Linked DNA regions of Callithrix jacchus: region 2 is linked to region 1. Evidence: chromatin contacts called from public Hi-C data. All regions are on one chromosome and are shown on one strand. The core of a region is the stretch at or near the end of the contact, and the rest is flanking DNA. Distances in the headings are between cores, read along the strand shown.

Region 1 (4,862 bases), core at 1,407-3,906:
GCTGCTGCCAAGCTATTTTTGGTTCTGCACAGTTAAAAATAGCTTCATGGAGGTGGGAGGCAAGGGGAGTGGGAGCTGGCCTAGGGAGAGGAGACATCGGGGCATATAGAGCTTCTCAACTTGAATCAGAGTGGGCGAACTAGGATGAGCTCTTCTCTACCCCCTCCCTTGTCCCTTTCTAGACCCTTCTTCCCTTCCAAAGTGCTTCTTTCTATTCCATTCTGGAAAAAGCCAGCGGCTCTTCCCTTGAGCCCAGTTTTCCTCTCTTGCTTACTTCACTCCTACTAGAGCCCAGGAATCTTGGCCCCCCGCAAGCCCCCTCACATTCATCCACAGAGAATAAGTGGACAGTCAAAGGGGAGGCTCACTCTGAGGCCTGTGGGGACCCAAGACCTACCTTGATGTCCCAGGCAAACTGTAACCTATCTCACTTCCATGGTGACTCTTTCAGCACCACGGACAGCTGCCAGAGCCCCATTCCTTCAGCGCAGATGCGCTCAGATTTTTGGAGGCCAAGACCCACCCAGTAGACTCCTCTGATTGTGGAGAAGGACACTCAGAATGTCTCCCAGGCAGCTTTAGCATCAGTGGGTGAAGAACACGGAACAATTCCCCTGGAATTTCATACAGAAGGGGACCCAAAGATCAAGGGGTTGTTCAAATAGAAGCTTGAGAGAGGCATGGATGGGCACATCAGAGGTCAGATCGAAATGAAAGAAGCAACACACACCCATGTCCAGAAGGAACCATCTCTCTGTCATCCGGGTCAATAGTATTACAGACAGTGGCAGACAGACACATGGACACCATTCCCTCCACTTCAGTTGTGATGCTTACCGCAGGATGGCCCCAACCTCTGCCAAATGCATGAGATACCAGGATAGGGTCTCCATAGCTTTGTACCCCTCTTCTAAGACATATGTCTCCTCGACTGCCTCTCCTCCCACTCTACCTCTCGTGCTACCACCCCTTTCCACGAGGAGTGGGGAATTCCCTGGTCTCAAACTGTCCTTTTGGATGTCAGGGTTCATCTCCAGGCTTCCTGTGTGACTGGGACTTCCCAGTCCCACAACCCCAATTTTTAAGTGGCCTGATTTCCAGCCCCTTAAGTGATTCCATGCACACACAGCTACTCCATCAGATGAGATTTCAGATAAGAACATTCGCTAGCCCACTTGCTTCTTGCATTATTGAATCCCCAGGTAAGAACAGCATCTCCTCGCCCCTGTAGAAAGCAATCGTCTGTGGTGAAAAGAGAAAGAAGGGGGAGTATCGGATAGGGCAAAAGTGACAGGATACGGAGAAGAAAGAAAGGGGAATCTTCAGGGGCCGGGGCACTAAGCTGAGCCCACCACCAAGCACGCTAGGAGAAAAAGAAACGAAGGTGAGAGATGGAGAGTTGAAGGTGGAGAGGCAGAGCCAGCAACCCTAGCGCCACAGATGTGGAGAGAGGTAGAGGGAGCCTGGCGAAGTTACAGGGTCCCCGGTAGCTGCAGGGGTCACGGAGGGTCCGGCGCGGCCCCTCGCTTCTCGGCTGCTCCCCCATCTTGCCCGCCTAGGCAGGGCGGGGAGCCCTCCGGAGCTGTGCGGAGGCAGTCAGGCCCCGCCCGCCGCCGCCGCAGCCGCGGCAGCCGCCGGAGGATTCCTGTCCTAATATGGAGCTGGGATTCCCCCGGCCCCGCCCCCGCCCCCGGCCCGCGGGGAGACCGAGGCTGGCAGCAGGGCGGGGGGAAGCGCTCGCCTGGGGGCCAGTAACGGGGTGGGGGAGGGGGGAAGGGATGCCTAAGTGCAGATCCAGGTCCTCGCTGTCCCCTGCGTCCCTGCCTCAGTTTCCCCCTTCAGCAGCTAAGGTTAATTAGCTGACAGGGAAACCAAGAATCACTGCAGCCTAGCGCTGGTGTTGCTTTCTATACGTGGCTGTGAGAAAACAGGATCAGCGCCAAACTCAGCTGGTCCCTTCCCACCGGACCCCCTTTCCACCCATCCTAGGGACTTAGACCCCCATGAACACCCCTGATAAACCGCCAAAGCCCGGTTTGAGGAGAGGGGGAGGGGATTTGTTTTTCTGAAAATGGCCAAGGGAATCCCAGGTTGAGTAGTCCCCAGAGAGGAACCCCAGCTGTGACCTGTCCCACGGAGGCCAAGGAAAGTCCTCCTTCCCTGCATGTGAACGTGACCTTGTCTGGCAAGTAACGAGGGGGATTTGTAGACAGCCCTGTTCCTCCCTATTCCCTCAACTCCTCAGAAAAATTAGTGTCAGTGCCGGCCCCTCTCTGCCCTCTGCAGACTCCTGCCGGGGGCTTCAGGCCGCCCTAACCCTGGCCCTGTCGCTTCCCTCAACTGAAAGCGTTCGGACGCCTGGGTCCCCACACCCCATTCAAGCTTTCCTAACGCGGCGCCTGCCTCTCCGCTCAGCTCCCGCCAGGCTCGGCCCCCTCTGCAGCCTCCTGCTCCCCCCTCGCTCGCCCCCCTCCCGCTCTCATTCTACGTCATGGGATGACGTCGGAAGCCGGGCGGGAGGAGGAGCCCCCCTCCCCAGTCAGCGGCTCCCGCTGCAGCTCGCTTAGCCCAGCCTCCCGCTCTCCCGCCCCCCAGCTCTAAAACGAGCCCCCCACGCCTGGCAGGAGCTATATAAGGAGGCGTGAGGCAGGCGAGGGGGGCAGCGCAGCCGAGCGGAGCCCAGGAGAGCAGAAAGCGAGCCTGAGCGAGAGACGGGGAAGCACGGAGGAGGAAGCCGCCGGTGCGTCGGGACCGGAGCGCAGGTGCTCGGGCACCCGAGCAGGAAGCTCCGCAGCCGCCGGTCATGTACCGCTCCACCAAGGGCGCCTCCAAGGCGCGCCGGGACCAGATCAACGCCGAGATCCGGAACCTCAAGGAGCTGCTGCCGCTGGCCGAAGCGGACAAGGTCCGGCTGTCCTACCTGCACATCATGAGCCTCGCCTGCATCTACACTCGCAAGGGCGTCTTCTTCTCTGGAGGTGAGCATGCTGGGACTACCGGAGATCCGAGCTGCCGGGAGCCGGAGACCCTGGATCTGGGGAACCCGCTGGGGCTGCTGCATGTCTAGGGCAGCGTGCTGGCGAGCTGGGGAGATTCGGGACTGTCTATTTTTCCTCCTGAGCTCCCTCCAAACCTCACCTTAGTTCTGAATGAGAGTTAGAGAGCCTGGAAGGTATCTCTAACACCGGGGGCCTTAGAGGAGCGGAGAAGAGACAGGACAGAGCGGCCTCGGGGCCCGCCGGTGCAGAGGCGCTCGGGGAGCTGGGGAGGGAAGCCCGGGAAGTTGCAGGGATGGAGCGGCCTGAGTCTAGGGAAGCGTAGCCCTGTCCGCGGTGCTGAAAGGGATTTCCTGTCGCCTTCGTGGGGTGCTGCCTGTGGTGCTGACGGCCGCTTCGGCCGAGCAGGGAGCTGTCCACGGTTCTGAACCCACAGTCCGCTTTGGAACTCTGTCCGCGGTTCTGAGATTCAGAGCCCCTTGGGAGCTCTGTCCACGGTTCAGAAATTTAGAGCCGAGGAGGCGCCGACCCCGTTTAGAAGTCGAGGGCTTGCGGGCTATGGAGATACAGCAACAGGTTCCCTGGCCAAGAGCTGCGGGCAGCGGGTCAACAGGTGTTTGCAGAGGCAGGTCCATAAGAAATTCCTCTGGATTCTCTGAAACTCAGGCCATGCCTTCCTCACTTCTGCTTTGCCTCCCAGTCTTACTCCTGACTCACCATGTCTTCTCGCCCTACAGGCACTCCTCTGGCAGGCCCCACGGGGCTTCTCTCAGCTCAGGAGCTTGAGGACATCGTAGCGGCACTACCTGGCTTTCTGCTTGTGTTCACAGCCGAGGGGAAGTTGCTCTACCTGTCTGAGAGTGTGAGCGAGCATCTGGGCCACTCCATGGTGAGTGCTGAGGGTCATTTCAGCTGAGGCTGGGCATGAAGGGGGCACCATGAGCCTTCCACTCCTGAGGAACTGGGAATTACTATGGAGGAAGAGGTTATACCCTGCAAGATACCATAGATCAAAGATTGGCTCCCGCTGTTCTCACTAATGGTCATCTCTTCTTTTCCTTTCTCCAGGTGGACCTAGTTGCCCAGGGTGACAGCATCTACGACATCATTGACCCAGCTGACCACCTCACTGTGCGCCAGCAACTCACTCTGCCCTCTGCCCTGGACACTGGTAAGGACTCCCTTCTTCCCTCCTCGGTCCAGTTTTCCCACTTGCTTCCCTTCTCCCCTGCATCCACTGTCTAGCTCAGCCACTCACCCTCTTATCGGTTTTTTTCTTCACCCATCTAGATCGCCTCTTCCGCTGCCGCTTCAACACCTCCAAGTCCCTCAGGCGCCAGAGTGCAGGCAACAAACTAGTGCTTATTCGAGGCCGATTCCATGCTCACCCACCTGGGGCCTACTGGGCAGGAAACCCCGTGTTCACAGCTTTCTGTGCCCCACTGGAGCCGAGACCCCGCCCTGGCCCTGGCCCTGGTCCTGCCTCACTCTTCCTGGCCATGTTCCAGAGCCGTCATGCTAAAGACCTGGCCCTACTGGACATCTCTGAGAGGTAAGCCTGGAGTGTTCAGATTCCAAGACAAAGGCAGGCCAGAGATGAGGGGACCCTAGATTCTGGAGTCAGGGGCAGGGAGGATGGGGTTTAGGGGGGCAGAGGATCTGGGAGGGAGTGAGATGCATGGGTATCAAGCAAGGAAAACAGAAAGCTGACCTCACCCTTTCCACCTTCCCAGTGTCCTAATCTACCTGGGCTTTGAGCGCAGTGAACTGCTTTGTAAATCATGGTATGGACTGCTGCACCCCGAGGACCTGGCCCACGCTTCTGCTCAACACTACCGCCTGTGTGAGTGTCCAGAGAGGCTGGGG
Region 2 (4,613 bases), core at 1,706-4,205, 260 kb after region 1:
TTACAGTCACACACCACCATGCCCGGCTAGTTTTTTCATATTTTTAGTAGAGACGGGGTTTTACCATATTGGCTGGCTGGTCTCAAACTCCTGACCTCAGGTGAACCACCTGCCTCAGCCTCCAAAAGTGCTGGGATTACAGGCATGAGCCACTGCGCCCAGCCTGTGTTAAATACAGTTAAAAGGCAAGGGCATTCTGTATATATTACTAGAATACCTCTGCAGTCTGTACCCAATTTTATATTCTTTTACATTTTGCTCATTACCTGTTAGGAGAAAACCCTCCTTCCCCAGTCTCCACTGTCCATCAGATAATCTCCCCATCAAATTAAAATAATTAAGAATAGTTTTAAAAGCTGAAGTGCAGCAACATTCCAAAATAATAAAAACATGTTAAGAAAAGCAAATAAATAAGGAAAGCGTCACTATCATACTTTCAATACATTTTTAACCAGAACAGCACTCACCTGTTGTCATATAGTGCTTTTACTGTCAAAACACTTTCACATCTATTCTTTCATTCTAGCCTCATTACAGTCCTGTGAGGGAGGTACAGTAGGGTTCATTAACTCGCAAGCTCCTCTACCAATCTCCACTATGCAGACTTTCTTACCCTTTGCTGGTCAACTTTTCCTCTTCTTCCATTATTTATTTTCTCATTCTGTTTTCTAGGTTTAACAGAGGACCCAAAAGTACTTAACAACCCCTTTAAAGACACCCAGGGCAGAAAAGGTGTTGACTTAGGAAGCACAAAACTCGCTATGAACGTGAGGTCCAAGACGATACTGTTAACAAAACACTTGTGGAACAATGCTATCCAAAAGAATGTTCTATGATTATGGAAACGTTCTGTCTTTACCAATATGGTAGCCGCAGGCTTCACTGAGTGCTTAAAACGAGTCTGGTATACACCTGAAAAACTGCATTTTAAATTTTATTTAATCTCAATTAATTTCGATTTACTAAGCCACATGTGGTTACTAGCACGGTTCTAGAGACTTCTGACAAACCTCTTGCGGTATTAGTGACAATGTACATACCTTTATTATCGGAATAAATAATATGATATGCTATAGGATGTTTTACTGGAATTTCTTCACAAGTGGGACCATCATTCTCATTCAGTGTGATGTATTTGGAAATTTCCTTGTTTTTCTTAGGGTTAAGTAATAGTAGGTGGAGCAGAACACTCCATGGCATGTTTTTTGACTCTGCTTGAATAGACGGCACAAATTTGAGCAACCAAAGATACCTCTCAGATCCGATCAGACTCGCCACCCAGATTTATGATATAGGGTTTCTTCTAGATACCTTTTTACTTCTTTCCCACAAGTATTCATCGCCTAAGGCAGTAAAGAACATAAATCTTAAGCATTTAAACCCTCAAATATAAGGCCTCCTGATCATAACCAAAGAAGCAGGTAACCCATGGACCTTGATCTTTCCTTCTCTCATAAGGTACTACCTCCCCAGGCAGATTACACTTCCAACAGCACTCAAATGAATGCAAGAATCCCGCAGGATAAAGTAACCTACAATTTGTGTTCCTATGTCTTAGCAAACCTAAAATCGCGAAGCGTTTGCTTCCCCAGGAGTAAATTATGCTGAACAGAGGTAAACATCATCTGTTATTTCCAGCTAAAACATAATGGAAGAAACCACCCTGACACTCCCATAGTCTTGTGTTCTTGCCTGTCTCAAGCTATACCCACACGGCTCTACTACCCAGGCCCCAGAGCAATTCACCTTGAAACTCTGTGTTGTCAAGGCCCCTGATGGCCTCCACTGCATCCTCTGCCCGCTCCATGTGTACGAAGGCATAATCTTTCACGATGTCACATTCGATGACCGGACCATACTCCTCAAACTTGGCTCGAAGCTCTTGGTTGGTACAAGTGGGGCTGATGTTACCCACGTGTAACTTGGTTGAAGCTTTGCTCTTATTCTTGCTGGCTTCCACGTTGATGTTCACCCCATGAAGCTTGTAATGGTGCAGGTTGCGTATGGCATCCTCGGCTGCTGTCTTGTCTTCTATGTGCACAAAGCCGTAATTCTTAATGATGTCACATTCCAGCACCTTCCCATACTGCTCGAAAAGAGAGCGGATCTCCTGCTCTGTGGCCTCCCGGGGCAGGTTTCCGATGAACAGCTTCACCATCCTGACAAGAGCCTGGGAGAGAAAAACAAGATTTCAAAAATCAGGGGTGTGGTGGGAAATTTCGGTGCAGTGCAGCATTTTCGTCTAATCCTCCAAAGTTCCGGCACCTTCAAGACCCTCACATAGACATTCGCTATTCTTCCTCAATAGAGGAAGGGCGGTTTGTTCTTGAGGAGTGCGCGCTATGTGTGACATGCAAACAGCCGGTCAAGGGTCAGCGTGCACAGGGCAGTCTATCATCTCCGTGAAATGGAGCGTAAATACCAGAATTAGCTGTTCCATGTCTTAAAATGAGGAAAGAGAAACGCCCAAGCAAAAGCAAGGAACAGTTATCGCAGTGAGCCTGCTAATAAGGTTTTGGAGGGAAATCTTCGTACCTCTCCTACGTGCGCTAGCACCTTTCAAGATACCCTAAAAAGAAAGAAGTCCCCTTTCCCCCAAACCGGGACTAACTACCCGCCCCCCAGCGGCCCAACCTCCAGCTCCTTCGCCCCAACAAAGACTCGACCCGACCCCTGCCCCGCCTCCTTCCGGAGACCCGGCCCCGCCTCCTCCCGTTGTCGTCCAGGACTTCCCGCAGCAAAACGTGAAACCCAAATCCGGACCATACTGTCTCCCGGAGGTCTGGCCCAGCCCGTCCCCAGGCTCTCCACATCGCACACACAAGAACCTCTCGCACCTCCGGGTGGCGGCGGCGGCGGCGGCGGCGGCGGCTCCCGCGTCAAAGCTAACCCTATAAAATGGCGACGGCCGCTCGAGCCTCGACGCTACCGGGCCCTTTCTCGCGCGCCAGCTCACGCACGCGCAAGTGCGCACTGCTTCCTTCCGCTTCACCTCGCGGGACCCAAGTGGCCAATCCTGAAGCTGAATACAAATGACCACGCAGCACGGGGGCGGGGCCCGCTGGAGGCGTTGCGGCTCCGTGGAGGTCAGCCCGCCCTCAGCCCCAGCCAGCCAATCACTACCCTGGAAGTGGTCGCCACTCCTGCCGTCAGAAGAGCTCTGGACGCCACCACTGCCTAGAGAAGTGGAGGCCCTAGGGAGTCACTCGCCATCACAATGGGTCGCGTTATTGGGCTCTGTGAGGGGGCGGGGTGCTGATGACAAAGGGTAATCTCTCCGAGTGCCCTAAAAAGGGGCTTTCGTAACGGGCTTTCCGGCCTTTGTGCAGCTTGGGGCAACATTTCAGAAACAACAGGCGCGCCACATTTTAAGCAAAACTAGTCATTGTTTTGTAGAGCTTTAAACATTAAAGTTTTTATTGCAGACGTGTTATTTAGGTACGGAAACTGAGAACCAAGGGACAGAAAGATAACCTGGCATTGCTACCCAGGCTACGCTTAGCCATGTTTTGTTTGCTCATGAGTATCCGTGGGCTGGTTCTCTCTCTCATTGTGTGTCCGTCACAGTCCTGGCCTGTGGTGAGCACAATAGAGGAATATTTGGTGGAGAGGCCCAGTGAGGTCCCAGTTTTGGGGTGGGACAGGGTCTCCTCGTCCACGCCAAGCTGGAAATGTATGTAACTGTGAGTTTCCCGACATACTCGAGCATTCAAAATTCACCTGTGGTCCAAGGGCACCTCCTGGCGGTAAAAAGAAGTTTAGACCGGCCGGGTGCAGTGGTCCGCGACTGTAACCCCAGCGCTTTGGGAGGCGGAGGCGGGCGGATCACGAGGTCAGGAGTTCAAGACCAGCTTGGCCAGTATGGTGACCCACCCCCCGCCCCCGCGTCGCTACTAAAAATACAAAAATTAGTTGGGCGTGGTGGCGCGCGCCTGTAATCTCAGCTACTTGGGAGTCTGAGGCAGGAGAATCGTTGGAACCTGGGAGGCGGAAGTTGCAGTGAGCCGAGATCGTGCCACTGCACACCAGCCTGCGTCACAGAGCGAGACTCGGTATCAAAAAAATAAAAAGTCAGGCGGATTCCCCACTGTCACCCTCCAACAAAGCATAGCAGTTTATGGAGATTGATGAATTGGGTTTATCTCCTAGTAGAGCCTGCCAGAGAGATTGTCAGTCACCATTCCCCATTGTAGTGGCTCCATAACGGTTTCTCTGATATTATCAGGCACACATTCCCCAGGCTGCCTGCTTCCACCCCAGCTACTTGAATATGTTCTTTCCCTGAGTTTTTTGTTTCTCAGCCATTTCAGAAAAGGCACTGTCCTTCCAATTTTATTTTTATTTTTTAAAAGACAGAGTCTTGCTGTGTCACCCAGGCTGGAGGGCAGTGGGGAGATCTCAGTTTACGGTAATGGGCGCTTCCCAGGTTCAAACCATTTTCCTGACTCAGCCTCCCAAGTAGCTGGGACTACAGGCATGCACCACCACATCTGGCTAATTTTTGTATTTTTAGTAGAGACGGGGTTCCACCATGTTGGCCAGGCTGGTGTTGAACTCCTGACCTCAAGTGATCCACCTACCTTGGCATCTCACACTGCTGGGATTACAGGTGT

The links. Hi-C and Micro-C count contacts between places; a contact is called where the count stands out from the background.
Region 2: a Hi-C map of induced pluripotent stem cells shows a contact between it and region 1, with 3 times the contacts expected there. The contact joins the promoter of RBM4B here to the promoter of NPAS4 in region 1. A contact is called at or near these places in 3 of 3 Hi-C or Micro-C datasets (induced pluripotent stem cells and skeletal muscle).

Annotation. Positions count from the first base shown.
Region 1 is chr10:123,494,866-123,499,727 of calJac240_pri, forward strand. NPAS4 (neuronal PAS domain protein 4) reads left to right here and starts at 2,657. Exons shown (of 7, transcript XM_078341467.1): 1 at 2,657-2,978; 2 at 3,734-3,885; 3 at 4,065-4,167; 4 at 4,287-4,548. The coding sequence starts at 4,377.
Region 2 is chr10:123,755,728-123,760,340 of calJac240_pri, forward strand. It overlaps RBM4B (RNA binding motif protein 4B), which reads right to left and starts at 2,956. Exons shown (of 5, transcript XR_013523516.1): 1 at 2,838-2,956; 2 at 1,747-2,170. All of the region lies in intron 1 of RBM4 (RNA binding motif protein 4), which reads left to right.